Regions from separate parts of the Zea mays genome. Here region 1 is linked to region 2. The links are chromatin contacts, called in public Hi-C maps. All regions are on one chromosome and are shown on one strand. The core of a region is the stretch at or near the end of the contact, and the rest is flanking DNA. Distances in the headings are between cores, read along the strand shown. Region 1 holds the start of LOC100382269. Region 2 holds the start of LOC100282317.

What was found. Hi-C and Micro-C count contacts between places; a contact is called where the count stands out from the background.
Region 1: a Hi-C map of bundle sheath shows a contact between it and region 2, with 2.1 times the contacts expected there. The contact joins the promoter of LOC100382269 here to the promoter of LOC100282317 in region 2. A contact is called at or near these places in 2 of 25 Hi-C or Micro-C datasets (bundle sheath and leaf).

Annotation. Positions count from the first base shown.
Region 1 is chr3:173,657,577-173,660,276 of Zm-B73-REFERENCE-NAM-5.0, forward strand. It overlaps LOC100382269, which reads left to right and starts at 1,433. Exons shown (of 12, transcript NM_001361649.1): 1 at 1,433-1,722; 2 at 1,821-1,903; 3 at 2,009-2,147; 4 at 2,378-2,457; 5 at 2,658-2,700. The coding sequence starts at 1,518.
Region 2 is chr3:173,089,800-173,092,499 of Zm-B73-REFERENCE-NAM-5.0, forward strand. It overlaps LOC100282317, which reads right to left and starts at 1,398. Exons shown (of 4, transcript NM_001351129.1): 1 at 1,033-1,398; 2 at 16-74. The coding sequence starts at 1,207.

The sequences.
Region 1 (2,700 bases), core at 183-2,682, 570 kb after region 2:
ATCAGTATGTCTAATCAGTTCGCATCATCTGATTTGACTTTTTACTTCAGTGCTTGTGATTTTGTCATGATTTATATTCGGAATTTAATCTGGAATTTGTCTAATTATTCAACAAAGACGAGCACCAAATCATTAAAGTAGGGACATCTAAGGCGTTGTTTGGTTTCTGGGTACTAATTTTTAATTTATCCATTTTATTTTATTTTATTTTAGTCCCTAAATTATCAAATACAGAAACTAAAACTCTATTTTAGTTTCTATATTTAGCAATTTAGAGACTAAAATGAAATAAAATTGGGAGACTAAAAATTAGTTCCTAGTAACCAAACAACCCCTAAGTTTGATTGAACAGAGGATTTTATGGTAAAAACTTGAACTTTATCACCTGCAATGGAGAAATGACTGAGGACACACAGAAAATCCTGGTAGATAAAGTTGGTTCTGTCATGGATTTCCTATGGCTATACTAGTCTCCATCAAGATGCTTTTCATCCGCAATCCAAGTGGAATGAAACGTACAGGCCCCTAATTTTATATTGGAATTTGGACTAATGCAGATGCAGTAACACTTTGCACTAATTTTAGCCAGTCGACATCAGATTTTGAATTGGGTTGTGATCCTACAGTCTTCATCAGATTTCTTCTACTGGAGTATAGTTGTTATAAGGTACTGTGACGGAGCGTCATTTTCTGGGGATGCAGCGGGTGAAGATCTGGTGATTTTTTTTTTATAATAATTGAACTGACCATCTTAATTTCTCAAACTGATGCTGTACTGGGATATGTATATGATGGAACCAAATTTTTCTTCAAAGGATTAAGGATTGCGCATCTGGGAAGCAGTTGGGGGTGAACTCGTGGTAAAAGAAATGGACATGCCTAAACAGGTTTTCATTGATTTCGTATAGTTTGTCCGATAATTGCACAAAGCTTGACCACACAAGTCCTAACCAAGAGCCACGTCCAACTTAATTTATTTCCCTCCTGCGTTCCAGGCCTCGCTTACAGGCTGTTCTGCTGGTTCTCTATCTGCGCTACTGCAAATTTTTTTACTGACGAACAGAAGCACGAACGTTTCGGCCACGACACGCGCGGCCACAACACAGAGCAAGAGCAGCAGCACCGACCCTCGTCGTCGTCTCGACGTCAACCGTACTCTGTACACATGACACGGTGGAGCGGCCGAGTCGTCGTCAAGTCGTCGGTCTCTGTCGACTTGTTGCCATTTGGAAGTTGCTGTCGTGCTCCGACGGCCTCTTCAAAGAACGTACTAGTTGCGTCGTCCTACTCGATGTTCATATCCGGAACCGTGTGGCGCCTGTTCCATCCATCATCCATGCTTGATGGCTTGATGCTTCCGATCCATCACGCGGCTTCACGAGCTATATACACTCGGCTTCAGAGACGCCAACAGGACAGATAGCAGCCCTCCGCACTTTCGGCTCGTAGCTACACTACACTACAAGCGCGCGCGAGCAACGTCGTCGTCGTCGTCAGCCACATTGAGCCATACATGCATGGCGATTGCAGAGCACACGCCGTCGTCGTCGTCGCCTTTCCGGCAGCATCGACCCACCGGATGGGTCACGTTCACGGCGGCAACGCCACTGCTCGCGCTGCAGCTGGCCCTGCTGGCCGCCTTGGTTATGGCGACGGACCCTTCACCTTCTCCGGAGCTCGTCGAGCTGACGCTCCTCACCGGCGCGCGGGAGAAGGGCGCAGGTTCATATGGAGCTATTTATCTAGCGTCGCTTCTTTGTTTCCTTCCATTATTTGATGGTCTATTTACACACACATATGTATATATGCATGCACTGCAGTGTGCTTGGATGGAAGCCCGCCGGGCTACCACTTGCAGAGAGGCTTCGGCTCCGGATCCCACAGCTGGATCGTCTATCTTCAGGTTGGCTGAAGCAGACCCATCCATTTTTCCTTTTCAGCTTCAGGTTTCACGGTGCTTAGTAGCTTTTTATTGCTGATGTTCTGCATTGATGAAAATGAAACTCAGGGAGGAGCTTGGTGCAGCAGTAACACCACAGACACAGAAACTTGTTCCGAGCGTAAGATGACCGCCTATGGCTCGTCCAAGCTTATGGGAGCAGTAACCTTTGATGGGATATTCAGAAACCAGCAGCCTCAGAATCCTGGTACGTCGTTGAGTGTAGCTAGCCATCCCATCGAAGTGCCACCATAGTTACCTGTTTCCATGTCCCATAGTTTTGGTCTCCTCTTGCATGATGCAATCCACGTACGTGGGTGGGCTGGAGTGGTATGGTGTGAAATTTTGTTTAAAATCCCACACCAAAACGCTCCAACCCACATGAACTCAAGTGATTAGCCTTAACAGTTTTAGCTGGCGTGTGAGCTGTGTTACCAGATTTCTACAACTGGAACAAAGTCTACGTAAGGTATTGCGACGGGGCGTCATTTTCTGGGGACGCGGAGGGTGAAGCACAGGTGACTTTTTTCTTTTTCTTTCTAGATTGTTTATTCGACCTGTCTATCTAAATTCAGGGCTATCACGTTCCCTTCGCGATTGAAAGGGTTTGAGAGAGAAATTAGTTCATTTTTATTTTAATCTTCTCTAATTTCCGAGGATTTGAGTCTTCAAACTAGCACTTGCATGTTGAAACGGACCCTGGGTTTGAGTGATGTAGGACGGAACTAAGCTGTTCTTCAGAGGATCGCGCATCTGGGACG
Region 2 (2,700 bases), core at 148-2,647:
ATTCATAGTTAATACCTTGCTGATAGAATCATCTGAATCCTCGGTGCAACATTTATGGCAATCCTCCACCAGCTCTGCACAGAACCAAAGTGTTGTTTAGATTTGAAACAATCATATGGCATAACGCATAAATAGCAGATGTGGAAATGAGTCCACCCCTAGTTTCTTTGCTGTGACTAATGGAGTCATGTAGCAACTGGAACAAAAGATATTGCAAGAAGCAACAAACAGAGCTGGCAAAATATATTCCTCCAAATTAAAGTGTTCAGTTGGTGACAATAAGGTTGTTTCCAGTCCATTCTGATGCAGGTAGCTTCAGCTCTTTGACTCTGTCTTCAAGACTAATATTGCTCGGCTTTTATAGAAGGCAGATTAAGGCCTCGCATCATCTGGATAACACGAGTTCAGAGTTCTATAGAGTATAGAGTGCTACTAGGGGGCTAACCCAAATAGTGAGGACAATGCATAACCAGCACCACCTGATCTACAATTTCTGAGCTAAGAGCAAAACCTAAAGTTTTTTAGTCCAATCAACATAGGTTCATAAAGCCTCCACTAATCCCAGAAATCCATTTCGCTGCCCGTTTCAAGTTTTATTAAAAGAAAAAAAAAACGAACCTCTCATCAGGACTGCAAAAAAAAAGAATCGTGGGGAAATCTGAAATCCATCAATGCTCAGTGAGCTAATCCTAAAGTTCTCTCGTGATTTAATACGATTCGTCAACTAGGTCGTGGTTGGTATGTCGTCTAAAAATCGCTCTCAACAGTAACCACCCTCAATAAGAAGGTTTGGCATTTAAAGTGATCCGATTTCTAAGCCTGCCTGCAAGATACGCAGCGAACGTCAAACCGCTCCTCGCAGATTCCACATCCGAGATGAGAAAGCTGACATATTCGGAATTTCGGATCCGAACGACCCCTCCCTGCTCCTACGGCTACGTGTTCCCGGTTGAGATCGGAAATCCAATCAGCACTCAGCAGCAGCGCACCGAGTGCGTGGTGTCGCGCGCCGGAGGGACGATCCGGGCGTACCTTGGTCCTTGACGAACTCGGAGAGCGCGTTGCAGTCGGAGCAGAGAGCGAGGCCGGTGAACCCCAGGTCCTCGCACTCCCTCGCCCCGAGCCGCTCGCCGCGGCAGAGGCCGGAGCAGCACACGAGGACCAGGGCGACGGCCGCCGCCGCCACGGGGAGATACGACCGATCCATATCTCCTCCCCCGCGCCCCCCGACTAGCGTGCTGCCTGGACTCCGGAGCTGCCGCAAGCACCACCACGACGACGACGACGACGACTAGAGGCAGGCCGGCCGTGCGGTTTCCGGCTTCCCCTGGTCTTTCGAGCCGTGAACAAGCGGCCTGCGGTCCGCGGCGTAGATGGGCCTTCTCTGTATGCAAGATGCAGATACGGTCGGGCCTCGATATGGTTCGGCCCAATTTTCCATTGCTCGCTGTTCAGGTCCAGTGCGGCCGCTCGGAACTGACTAGTAGAGTATCTCTATAGATTCTGAATTCTGAACTCTGAATCTGACTGAAGCCTGGAGCCCTGGACCATCACGATCTGTGTAGTGAAAATCTGAGAAAATTGAGTGCGTTTATTGTTCGTCGCCAATAGCACACCATGCCATCATGAACTCATCGATCACGAAAATCCAGCCAACATCACCACTCGTCCGTCAGTCATAGGGATGGCAATGGGTACCCGAAACCCGATGGGTAAAAACCCTATTAGAGCATGGATATGACAGATTTTGATATCCATAAGTATTTTATTAGGTCATTTGTTATGCCCATCGGGTACGGTGGGCGTAGGTATGTTCTCTGTTGCCCCATACTCGCTGTCCGATGGGGAACCCGCTAATATATTCAAATATTAAGTATTGTGTATTGAACAATTAGATTTGAAGGCATGATTTTGTCCACAATTTTATAGAATCAATGCTATGTTTTATGTGATTTGAAGGCATGATATTGCCATTTAATGTTGAATATTGTTGAACCTATGATAAAATTAGGTTGGGTTCGATACATTTGTTATGCTGGTACTTATTTTTGTGATTCAAATAATCATGTCTATCGTAATGTTAATGGGTATGAGTACCCGACGGGTACCCGCTACCCATGGTGGGTATGTGTATGGCGTAATTTTGTACCCACGATAGGTAGTGGGTATAGGTATAGGTCAATTTTTTTCTAGTGGGTATGAGTATGGCTTCGTATGTCCACCGGGTACCTTACCCACTGCCATCCCTAGTCAGTCGCACTGATCAGCTCGCGGCAACAAAGCACAGGCAGAACTGGGAGCACGGCATGTTCCGACCACCGTCCACATGGCTCGGCCCTTCTTCTTGGGCACGCACGCCGTGTTGCCATGTGATGCAGCGAAGAGGCTCCTGCTCCTGCTCCTGCGATGCACACGCTGTCCGCTGGCTGTAATCCATGCAGATGCAGGTGCAGGTGCGTGGGTTCAGACTTGAGAGCTGGAAGCCCACTGGTTTTGAACACCGTCCTTGGCACCACTGTACTACTAGCTTTGTTTAATCACGTCGGGTCGGCTAACCATAGATTAATATCGCCGTCGGTGTCCGGTGATTGCATCTCGTCTCATGATCGATGATGATTGATGAGAGAATGAGAGCTCGCGGTTTTCACGCGTCGGTCGGTGCGGGACAGGTCAGATTTGCCATCTCTGACGGAAAAACAA